Linked DNA regions of Mus musculus: all the other regions are linked to region 4. A link is a contact called in public HiChIP or PLAC-seq and promoter capture Hi-C data. All regions are on one chromosome and are shown on one strand. The core of a region is the stretch at or near the end of the contact, and the rest is flanking DNA. Distances in the headings are between cores, read along the strand shown.

The links. Promoter capture Hi-C pulls out the DNA fragments that hold promoters and counts their contacts. HiChIP or PLAC-seq counts read pairs in DNA pulled down with a chosen protein or histone mark.
Region 1: a contact with region 4 is called in an H3K27ac HiChIP or PLAC-seq map of regulatory T cell precursor, with 6 times the contacts expected there. The contact joins the promoter of 0610039H22Rik here to the promoter of Cuedc1 in region 4. A contact is called at or near these places in 2 of 39 promoter capture datasets (hippocampal neurons and liver) and 4 of 115 datasets of contacts at active chromatin or transcription factors (double positive thymocytes, pancreatic cancer cells, regulatory T cell precursor and 1 more).
Region 2: a contact with region 4 is called in a promoter capture Hi-C map of liver, with 2.1 times the contacts expected there. The contact joins the promoter of Tex14 here to the promoter of Cuedc1 in region 4. A contact is called at or near these places in 1 of 39 promoter capture datasets (liver) and 1 of 115 datasets of contacts at active chromatin or transcription factors (pancreatic cancer cells).
Region 3: an H3K4me3 HiChIP or PLAC-seq map of pro-B cells shows a contact between it and region 4, with 3 times the contacts expected there. The contact joins the promoter of C030037D09Rik here to the promoter of Cuedc1 in region 4. A contact is called at or near these places in 16 of 39 promoter capture datasets (the 3T3-L1 cell line, 3T3-L1-derived adipocytes, the HPC-7 cell line and 12 more), 2 of 484 Hi-C or Micro-C datasets (both in embryonic stem cells), 11 of 115 datasets of contacts at active chromatin or transcription factors (astrocytes, differentiating embryonic stem cells, embryonic stem cells and 6 more) and 2 of 9 other capture datasets (embryonic stem cells and liver).

Annotation. Positions count from the first base shown.
Region 1 is chr11:88,617,950-88,620,751 of GRCm38.p6, reverse strand. It overlaps 0610039H22Rik (RIKEN cDNA 0610039H22 gene), which reads right to left and starts at 1,501. Exons shown (of 3, transcript NR_131025.1): 1 at 982-1,501. All of the region lies in intron 5 of Msi2 (musashi RNA-binding protein 2), which reads left to right.
Region 2 is chr11:87,403,721-87,406,430 of GRCm38.p6, reverse strand. Tex14 (testis expressed gene 14) reads right to left here and starts at 1,366. Exons shown (of 31, transcript NM_031386.2): 1 at 1,261-1,366. Rad51c (RAD51 paralog C) reads left to right here and starts at 1,925. Exons shown (of 9, transcript NM_053269.4): 1 at 1,925-2,127. The coding sequence starts at 2,010.
Region 3 is chr11:88,717,134-88,719,911 of GRCm38.p6, reverse strand. C030037D09Rik (RIKEN cDNA C030037D09 gene) reads right to left here and starts at 1,269. Exons shown (of 4, transcript NR_038058.1): 1 at 895-1,269. It overlaps Msi2 (musashi RNA-binding protein 2), which reads left to right and starts at 1,683. Exons shown (of 14, transcript NM_054043.3): 1 at 1,683-1,883; 2 at 2,167-2,207; 3 at 2,541-2,622. The coding sequence starts at 1,822.
Region 4 is chr11:88,097,859-88,100,558 of GRCm38.p6, reverse strand. It overlaps Cuedc1 (CUE domain containing 1), which reads right to left and starts at 1,413. Exons shown (of 11, transcript NM_198013.3): 1 at 1,216-1,413. It overlaps 2210416O15Rik (RIKEN cDNA 2210416O15 gene), which reads right to left and starts at 2,501. Exons shown (of 4, transcript NR_045499.1): 1 at 2,431-2,501; 2 at 2,242-2,344; 3 at 1,807-1,890; 4 at 452-1,697.

The DNA of each region.
Region 1 (2,802 bases), core at 252-2,751, 520 kb before region 4:
TGCCAAAGAGGAACTGTGAGGATGCTGTGGCAGAACCTGGCCTAATTGCCTGTTGTTTCTTTTTTGCCATGGTGTGGGTGGCTTTTGAAATTCCCTGTAGTTTATGGAGGCGAGCCTGTGCCTTGCGGATGCCAGATGATGTAGCCGAATGGCTGTCGGCTGTTTATTTGCTAGTCTGTCGTTCTCAACACAGCATTCTTGAGTTCGGGAGGCCCTACACTGTTTGATGTCCCCTCCTCCTCCACCTCTAAATATAACCAGCCAGTCAATCAGTCTTGGCAGCCGTCGGGGCTAGGGCTGTCAGACGGAGTTTGCCTTGGATCCTCTGAACTATTGGCTTGTTTTCCCAGCTTGCAAGTGTATTCAAATAGTGAGATTGGAATTAGCCTTGCAAACATGCCGGCAGGTGGGGCCTCCAGGTTGAGAAGGAGGCAGCGTTTGTGGTGTCAAATGACATTTCTCTCTCCTCCACTCTCTGAAGTGGAGCAGGGGCTGAGTTGAGCGAGGGAGTGGTGGCTTTCACGCTTAGTGAGCAAGATGCGTGGGTGTGTTTTCCTGAATTGTGATTAAATTTTTTTTTCTTTTAAATTTTAAGTTGTTGCAAGAGAGAAAATGAGAAACCGGCAGGTGGTGGGGATTACTCGAAGGCTGTGTTGGATGGAGGAGGAGTACAGATGTAGTTTGGGGAGGGGTGTTTTCCCAGGGTATTTCAAGTGGACTCTGAGGCTCCCATCCTGGCCAGGGTTCTAGGTCTTCAGAAAGGACACAGCTTCCTGAACGGGAACAGCCCTTCCTGCTGCTGCCCTGAGGCTATTCCTGTAGGCTAGGAACAGTGTGGCTCCCAGTCCCCCCCCCCCCCCCCGAGGCTTGTTAAAGGGACCTGTGGGTAGCTGCCCGAAGATGCTAAATCCCAACCTGAAAGGCACCAGGGAGAAGCCTTGCACACACATTGCCATCCCTCTCACGCCCAGTTGCTTTTACCTGGAGCTTCATTGAAGGATGCAGTTGCGGTTGTCTGTGGCATGGCCTGGGCACATGGGTCCCTGCACTTCCGCCAACTGTGTGGTACCCTGTAGGCCTGGGCAGCTCTGTGATTGGTGCCAGCAGCAGATGCAATCATCCAATGATGGGCATCCACACTGGGTTCTGTAGGGTTCCGGGTCTTTAGCTGAGTTTAGAGAGGAAGAAGTTAAAGCAGCTCACCCAGGTCCTAGGGGCTCCTGCAGCCCAGAGTTGTCCTATACATGAATCTTCCAGAGGAGTTGCTTTGTGGTCCAGGACCCCTGGTTATCCATGACACCCTTGCATGGGATCTGTAAAGATAATTTTTTTTTCCATAAGAATTCTAAGATCGGTCTTTCATGGATATACAGTGGAATTTTCCAAAGGAAATCTCTACCAAGGATTTCCATCTTGGGCTGCCTCCTGGTCATTTGGTGACATAGTGCTGAATGCTGAGAAAACTTGTCCTAGGTAGGACCTGCTTCGATCCCCTGGTGGACTGTTGGTGTTGGTGCTGGTGTCTTGGGTTAATTTTTTGTGATCGTCGAGGGAGGACACCCCAGAACGTCAACGGGCATCAGTCACCAGCCTTGTTGTTAACTGTGCTTCCTCCTCTGTCACGGGGAGGAGTGTGGGTTCTGAGCAGCTGTGTGCTACAGAGCACTGTAACCCTGAGAGAGGTGGTGACCTCTCTGATCCCCTGCAACCCCTACAAATAGAGCAGGCAAGAAACTGCTGAACAGACAGACATGTGGGCCTCTGCCAGAGAGAGGGGCCCTCCCATTACTGAGTAATTTGTTTTGGGTTAGTCCCCCGAGAGATGGGGGGGGGGCAGGGGCGTGTAGCACCTTCTCAGTTGCTTCTGGCTTTGCAAAGGGACATGATGCAATGCTCACACAAGATGTCAATTAGCTCTGAACTGGGAAGGAAGGGATGAGAGGGCCCAGCCTGTGCCTGGGTAGGGTGCCATTCTGTGAGTTCCTTCATTTCATGTGCTCCTGCGAGCAGAATCTGATACCAAGGATAACAGATGAACAAAAGGGGGGGTACCTTCATTTGTGTCAGGCTGGGCAGGCTTCCTTTCTGGTCTCAATACTGTATCTACAGTGTCCCTAGAGAATGATGGGACTGTGATCTGGAGGGGTTCAGAGGAGAAAGGAGCCAGGGTAACCCTCACCCTCCCTTAACAAGAATAGAAGACAGTAAAGGGCCCCAGAAATAAATAATTGTTAACCAGACTGATTAATCAATAGACTAATTAAAAATCAAACACCTAAGAACACCACGGTCTGGGTTAATTATAAACCAACATTGAGGCGTTAAAACTTGTCCAGCCCATGGCTTTGAATTATTAACTGAATGAGTTAATTTCAAGCCGTCAGCTTAGGTAGCTGTGAGATCCAGGGTTAGAAGGAGGGGAGTTAGTGTGCCCTTTCCTTCGAGGGCCCGCTTTGGCGCCACGATCTTTATCAGTGTTGCTGTTTGCATTTTAAATCAAAATATCCTAAATGTTAGGCAGAGCCTCACACGCTTCAGTAAACTGTGCCGAAGGAGCAGAGCGAGCCAGCAAGAGTTGGCCTACGCTTTTCTTTCCTGTTGAAAGAACGACCGGTCTTAGTATCCCAGCATTCCAGTGGGAGAAAGGGCTCTGATGAATGCTTTCGGTTTGCAGTGATGACCACCCCCCCCCCCCCGCCCCCAATCCTGGCCCCAGCTCTGGCCCTGGCCCCGGCCCCTGTCTTGGTTGCTCTTTAGTGTGTTGGTTGCTCTTTAGTGTATTTTTTTTTCCTCTTTCTGAGA
Region 2 (2,710 bases), core at 117-2,616, 690 kb after region 4:
CTGATTTGGAGTATTTAAAGCTTCAATTCCTGAATAAAAGTCCAGGCTAAGAATCACTGGCAGGGAGGGGAAAGGTAGTACAGCAGGTAAAGGGCCTGGTTGCCAAGCCTGACAGCCTCAATTCCATCTGTCCCCAATACCACATGGGGGAAGCCGAGAACCAATTTCTCTCACCTCCAGTCTAGTAATGTGGCCTGTGTGTCACACACAAACACAAAAGAAATGTAATAATAAAGAGTCGTTGCTTTAGCTGAGCATTGGTGGCACTGACCTTTCTTTTGTTTTGGGGGTGGGGGGTTCCAGACGGGGTTTCTCTGTGTAGCCCTGGCTGACCTCAAACTCAGAAATCCACCTGCCTCTGCCTCCCAAGGGCTGGGATTAAAGGCGTGCACCACCACTGCCCGGCTTTTTTTGGGGGTAGGGGGTGGGGGTGGGGAGGTCGCTGGCCTTTCTAATCCCAGTACTCAGGAGGCAGAGGCAGATGAATCTCTGTGACTTCGAGGAGAGCCTGCTCTACAGAGTCAGTTTTGGGAGAGCCACGAAAGAAACCTACACAAAGAGGTTGTCTTGAAAACCCACAAGTTAAAAAAAGAAAAGAAAAGAACCCGGTGTGGTGTCGCACACCTTTGATCCCAGCACTCAAGAGGCAGAGGCAGGCAGATTTCTGAGTTCGAGGCCAGCCTGATCTACAGAGTGAGTTTCAGGACAGCCAGGGCTACATAGAGAAACCCTGTATCGAAAAACCAAAAAGAAAAGAAAAAAAGAAAGAAGAAGTTGTTGTCAATAAGTAGTGCAAAAGCAGGGAGAGTCGCGTATTCCTATATCCCATAATTTAGAAAGTTTAGATGCTGTCTTCAAAAAAAATGCTAGATTTTTTTTTTTTTTTGAAATGTGAGGTAGGTATGACACACTTTTTTTGGTTTTGTTTTGTAGCTCTGGCTGTCCTGAAACTCACTCTGTAGACCATGCTGTCCTCGAACTCAGAAATCCGCCTGCCTCTGCCTCCCGACTGCTGGGATTAAAGGCGTGCTGCCACCACTGCCCGGCACGACACACTTTTTTTTTATATCATCTTCCGTATTTCTTGGGCCTTTAAAGCCACCTTCCAAACTGCCAATCTCCCCAAAAGTTCTGATGTGGAAGCAGTCACTCCCGCTCCGTCAACATCCCCGGTCAACTCTACTAAAGAGGTCCAGCTCCTCCCTCGGGACACCAGAGGCCCAGGCTAGACCACGAGACGACAAGGACACGATAGCTTACTTTTCCAGCTACTTCTTACTCTAGGCAGGCCTGCCGACATGAATGCTCAGAAACCGCCACACTCTGAGGGAGCTCCGGAGTCCCGGGGTCACCCACCGGAAGCTGTGCGTGCGTGCGTGAGCGGGCGAGTGCGTGGACGCGCGCGTGGGCGCCAACCACTCCCTACCGCAGCCCCCCAAAGTGGGAGGCTGGCCCACAATCCCCCGCGAGGGCGGGAAAAGCAAGGGGTCGCCTGGCAAGGGTCAGGGGACACACAACAGACCTCCTACAAGGGTTTTTTGAATTTTTCACAGCAGGAAACTGCCAACTGGTCAGTTTCTGGTTGCTGCGTCTACTACAACTTCCATCCAGGAGGATGGATTCTTGAGGAACCCGTGAAAGAGGGCAGAGCATGGTGAGGAAATATGCTGTACAGGGTTCACTTGGCCTGGCTACCGTCTCCGCGTCTCCGGCCTCTTTTTTTGTTTTTGTGTTCACTGTCAGGCTATATCCGAAACGTGACTCGGACGAGTGAAACTAGAAGACAACCTTACATGAAACCAGTGTGTGGGATTTCCTCAGCAGCAGCAAGGCCTCGTGAGTCTAGGCCGCGCGAGCCCCGCCCCTTACGCCGCGCGTGTGACGTCACGCCACTGACCCTCCCCCGCGGGAGGGCGGGGTTTGGGTTTCCAGCGCTTTCGCGCCTCTTGCTCTACGTCACTGCGTGCGTAGCCGCCGAGCTCTCAAAAAAAAAAAAAAAAAAAAAAAAAATGCAGCGGGAGTTGGTGGGTTATCCGCTGTCTCCAGCGGTGCGCGGGAAGCTGGTGGCTGCGGGGTTTCAGACGGCGGAGGACGTCCTAGAGGTGAAGCCCTCCGAGCTCAGCAAAGGTAACGACTCCCAGCTGCCAGCTGATGCACCGCGGCCGCTTGGCGCCGCCTCCGTCTTCGTTCCGCCGCCTCCGCCAAGCCGATCTTTTGACACCGCTGAAATTCTCTTGAGCTTGGAACTGTGTGGAGCAACGTTTACTGATTGCTTTCTCCGTGCTCGCTGGATGCTTTGAGGAGTGCCTCACTTAATGGTTTAAGGAAGGCTCCTCTTGGACCAGGGTGTCCAATCTGTAGATGAAAGAACCGACTTCTCATCTTGAGGTTTCATGATAAACTGGGTTGGGAAACAATCACAAGCCATGTAATTCTCCTTGGTCAAAGATCCTGGGGGGCGGGGGGGGGGAATTGAAGTTGAAAAATAAAGGATTAGAGAAGGACTAGAGATATTTCAGTGAGAAAAGCAATAGAACATTCCCTTAGACCAGGAGAAAGCTCTAGAAAGACGTTCGTGATTCACAGGAATACTGCCTCCCCCCCCCCCCCGCCCTGGCCCCCGACTTTTCTCAGAGTTCTTTAGGTTACAGATAAGTGGGAATCACAACCGGGCAGTGGTGGCGCACGCCTTTAATCCCAGCACTTGGGA
Region 3 (2,778 bases), core at 20-2,519, 620 kb before region 4:
TGCTGTCAGAGAGGCACTACCCCAGTTTAGGGGACAGAGAGATTGACAGTCTGACCACTCAAAAGCTTTGGCTGTGTTGAGATTTTTCCAAATGTCTCCAAACCCACAATGGACACGGCATAGTTTTGGTGATGAGTGAATTCCATTGTCTCCTAATCCTATGAAAATTAATGGGAAAGTGTTAATTGTGCATCAATGCATGCTTAACATTAACCCAGGGATTTGATGAACCACAACTTTATGTTGCCCCTCATGCCATATTAACTTGGTTTATTGTAATAATTTAAAACAATAAGGATAATTGTATCCGTACTGTTTTAAATACTCCATAAATTGAATACAGCCTGAATCTGGCCAGCCTGGAATACGAAGTGTGCGATTCCCCCGGGAAGCTACAGTCACCAATCCTTTGGAGTTTACACTTTGCCAGGGGAGAAAGGGAACTTTTACCAAACACCTACTAAGTGTCAGAATCTGTGAGGCTCCTAGTTCCAAAAACTAGGGGTAAGGTGCTTTGTTATCTCCAAGACCTACCGCAGGTCTTGGGAGATAGAGAGCCATTTCACTCCTGGCGCTTACACTCTTTACAGAGGAAGCCCTAGTAACTTTAAACATAAATAAATTAGATAACGGATGAATGGTCGAGGGATTTTCTGAAATAAGCACCTATCTTAACCACCCTCGGGATACTCCCAAACTGCTACTCAATCTCCATGAACATTTGCTTTGAACCCCAATCATTTGACCTTGACCCCTACAAGCCCACTTTATTATATTTTCAAATCGCGGTCTGAGTAAGGCGCAAGCCCTGTCTGGTTGCTTCCTCGCCCCCTGTTATCTATCGCGTCAGTTTCTCAAAGTTCCGAAATAACCTTCGCGGGCACGGCTCCGTACCTCTGGCGGGGAAGGGCGGGGAGCCGTGCAGGACGTGCCAGTGTGGAGCGGGAGCCAGAGAACTTGCCGCGCGAAGGGAAAATAAAACTTGTGGCTGGTGTTCGTGCAGGAGGGTCTCCTCCATCCGCAAGCCCCCCAGATCCCGGGGTTCTCGAGGACTGCCCTGGGAGCGCAGGGTGTGGGTGTGCTCCCGGCGTCCTTGACCTAAATTTCCGCGCGGTGGCTGGAAACGGGGGCACAGAGGCAGGGAGGGCGGCGGGTGCCACCTCCGAATCGGGCGCAGGGCCCCAGGAACTTGAATGAATAGTCCGAACTAGGGGGGCCCGGGGGCGCTGCCGCCTCCCGGCCCAGCGAACAGCCCGGGCCGAGCTCCCCGCGCCTCCCCCTCCCCCACACCCAGCCCATGTGATCTGAGCCGACTCGGGGTGCGCTTCCCGTCTCCCCGCCTGCTTGGCGTGGCCAACCCCCCCACTCGAGTCGCGGGGCTCGCGCGCCGCCCCTGATGGGTCCCGCTGCCGCGGGGGGCCGAGCGTGTGCGCGCGCGGACAGGCGGGGGACCGAACGGGGTGCGTGACGTCACCGCATTGGTTACACGACGTTCTAGAACTCCGCCCCACGTGCGCGGGGAGGAGGGGGAGGAGGAGGAGGAGATGGGGGTGGGGAGGAGGAGGGGGAGAGGTGGGGATGGGCCGGGGGGGCGGGGACGGGGGGTGTGCGAGGCGGCGGGGCTGAGCTGAGCCGAGCCCACGTGTGACGGGCTCTCGCCGCTGGCCCGGCTCGGCGCTCGCGGAGCTTCGCAGCCGCCGGGCGGGGGGAGGAGGCGGGGGAGGAGGGACGGAGATCTGGGGCTCGGAGCCGGCCGCCGCTGCGCTCCGCTTCGCTGTGGGGCTCGGTGTGTCGGGGGTGGGGGGGCGGGGGGGCTCCGCTATGGAGGCAAATGGGAGCCCAGGCACCTCGGGCAGCGCCAACGACTCCCAGCACGACCCCGGGTAAGTTTCCAGCCGCTGCCCACCGCGCCGCCGCGGGCTCGTTCGGGGCTGTGCGGGCGACGGTGCGGAGCGGGGCATTCGCGCGCCCCCCGCGCCCCCGCGCGCACCCTTGGGGCACTCGCGCACCTTGGGGTGGCGTGGGGCCGCCACCTTCTCCCCCAGCCCACCTCCAGGCTCGCGCTCGCCCGCTCCCCCCCAGCTTTCCTTTTAGCTTTTGTAAGTTACACGTCAAAATGGCCGATCTGACATCGGTGCTCACTTCGGTTATGTTTTCTCCCTCTAGTAAAATGTTTATCGGTGGACTGAGCTGGCAGACCTCACCAGGTAAGGGAGGGAGGGGGGGACGCCTGGGTCCCCCCCTTCTTGGCTTCTTTATTGCTCTTTGTTATCCCAGTGTAAGAGCCCCCCCACCCCGCCATTGGCTCCCCACTTCTCCTGTGCAAGGTTATTTTTTTAAATAGCAAATCCTTTCCGAGCCCTCTACGCGACCTCTGTTGCTGAATTTCCCCCTCGTGTGCAAAAATATTGCAAAAACAAAACAGAATAACAACAGAAAACTACTTTTGCTTTTTGTCCTTGATCAAAAAATTGCATTGCTCCCCCCTCCACACCTTCTCCCACCCCCCCATCTCTCTCTCTCTCCCTCTCTCTCTACAGATAGCCTTAGAGACTATTTTAGCAAATTTGGAGAAATTAGAGAATGTATGGTCATGAGAGATCCCACAACGAAACGCTCCAGGTAACGCATTCCCTTCTCGATTTTGCCTTTATTTTAGAACAAAGTTTTAGTTTTATTTTTGGAGGTGTCTTCGGAAGTAGCTAAGCGGATTTAGAATGGGGCTCAGGCGCGTGGCTGGTTGGAACGTCGCTCCCCCCCCCCATAACCCCAAAGGTT
Region 4 (2,700 bases), core at 164-2,663:
TACCATCCCTCCATTTAAACGGAGGTCCCACTTCACATTCGATCCAGCAGGAGCCAAACTTCATAATGAGATGACATCTATAAGATAAGGAGACTCCTAGTATCACACACTGCCTTCAAACAGCATACATAGTTAACTCCATAGGTCTGTAAAGAACCTTAGGGCTGGGAGGGCCAGAGCAACTCCAGAACCCCTTCTCCTGGGCCAGGTGGCTCAGGGTGTTGCAAGGTGTATTTCCTGGGTTTCAGGCTACTGAGGACCAGGTGGTGACCAAGGCACATGGTCTTCTATCCGACGTCACCTCTAGGGTATCTCATCACTATCTTCCCAATTATCCACCCCCACCCTCTATTCTTACAATAAGTAAATAAACAAACAAATAAAGGAAATCTAAAAATCTCTCTTCCTTAAAACACCCTCTCCAGGAATTTAATAGCAGTATGAATTTCTTGAAGCTGAAACTTTTTATTAAGGAAAGAAAATGGACAAGCCCATGCTGGGGTGGCAAGCCACCAACCATTCAGAGAGAAACCCAAGAGCGCTGAAGGAATAAAGGCAAGCCCCGGCCCCCTGGAGCTCAGCGCCCCAGGCACTCAGAGTTCGAGGGGCGGGGGAGCAGGGGCGGGGACAGCGCATTCTGAACTTTCTCCAGCCGGGTCGCGGAGAGACGCAGCTCCCAGGGGACCGGGTGGGACCAGAAAAGGCTGAACCGACCGGTGACCACGGCGGGAGCAGGAAACGATTCTCCCCTCCCCCTAAAAGGAGTTCAGCTCCCAACCCAGGCCCCCGCCTCGCCATCGCCATTCAGGCTGCGCCCCCAAGCCCGGGCGAAGCCGGGAGGGTGTCCACACAAAGCGGGGAACCGGGGAGCAGAGAGACCCGGGTTGAGCAGGCTCCCCAAGGCCTCGCGTCCCTTCCTCGCGGCGCCGGCTGGCCGGCGACCACCCCTCGGATCGCGGCCCCGGGATCCTCCGCACGCTCCCTGTGCCCAGGACCAGGAACGAGGCGGGCAGCGGCGGAGGGAGGGCGGCCGGGGACCTGCCGCGGGCTCCCGGGCAGCCTTGGCCACCGCGCGAGGACTCAAACTCGCGACGGCCCGGCCCTCGCGGCCGCGCCTCGGCGATGCTCCCGGGGAAGGTGGGGCCACCGGGCCGGGGTGGAGCGCGGCGCCCGCGAGCTCGCGCTAGGGGCGGCGAGAGCGAATCGGGGTCTTACCGAGCACCGCACGCGCGTCCGCTCCCGCGGGGCCGCTGGGGTCGGGCGGCGGGGGAGGGGCGCGGTCCCGCGGCGGCAGCGGCAGCCCGGCTTGGTGGCGCGGCGGCGCGGCTGGGCGCCGGGAGGCGGAGAAAGCGAGGCGAGGCCGGCTTCCTAGCGGCGGGCGGCGAGAAATGCAGCTGTCCCTGCGAAGCTGCCGGCGGGGCCACAAGTGGGGCGCGCGGGGAGGAGCGGGGCTGCGCGCGCGGCGGGGCTCAGGCTGCGACACCCCCAGACCCTCTCCCCAGGACTGGAAGCAGGAATAGGGATCCCGAGGCCAATGCGGTTGCGCAGGATACGGGGCAAGGGGAGAGGGATAAGGGGCAAGGGGCCTCTGAGGACACTGGGACAGTCTCCTCTGTGCATTCCTGCACAGACCGCTCCTCTTGAGGACTTGTGATCTTCCCTTTATGGCCCGGTGTGATGCGCTTGGGCTCTGCCGACTTGGGAAGCACCTTAAGGGGTTGTTAAAGCAAGGAGACCTGAGACGTGGGAAATTTGGGAAAGAGGGGGACCTAAATGCAAGGCTGACCTGAGAGTTTGCAGACATACACGAGGAGCCACTAGTGAGGGCTGTAGAAGATGCACGAACCTCTCTGGGCTTGGGGACATCAGGAGTGTGGGAAAGTGGCAGCTCTGCGGAGTTAGAGTTCAGGAAATAAAATGTAATATTGAGGCCAGAGGAAATCGTGAAGTTGATTAGGAAAATCAAAGTTACCACCCACTAACATCTTATCTCCACCCAGCATTCGCCATTACTTCAAAGGCTTCTGAGCCTCGATAAGGGATTCCACAAACGTTTTAATAAACGGTCGATCAACTGGTTAATTTTCCAAGTGGTTTGGTTTTGTGCACTAATTTGGAGATGAGAAAAGGGAACAGAGGGAATGATGGAAGAGCCTGCCCATTTGTGTGTGGAGCCCTGCACACAGCCCTCTCCTCTTCCGAAGACTTACAATCTTTGCTGAGAAGTCTGGGCATGCTCACCCAAGAGACATCTGATGGTGAAAATCACAAACCAAGGCCCCAGAGTCTCCATCCTTTGCTTGTCAAGGGTAATTTCTTCAGCGAGGTGGAATCTGAGGATACCCTGGGAGAAACCCCACCTCTGAGAATCCCTTGTTCCCTTCGGCCCCTCTGCCCATGCCCCTTCACCCGGCTTCCGGGAACCCTCACACTATCAGGACCCCACGTGAAAAATTCTGACTCTGAAGTCCTCCGATGTGGCTGCTGACTGAGATGTCACCAAGCGCTCAGGATTTATCCTCTCGGCCAGTAAAGCCTAGATGATGGTATCGAGTTTGTCACTTTATACTGTAGTGTTAACTTCACCTGTCACTTTTCTGCTTATTGGCAGAATCTTTCTCTAATCTGTCCCAGTCACTTTGACATTTCAGGACTTGGGGTTGGGGTGGGGGCTACCAATCTGGAGATTTTCCTGTTTGT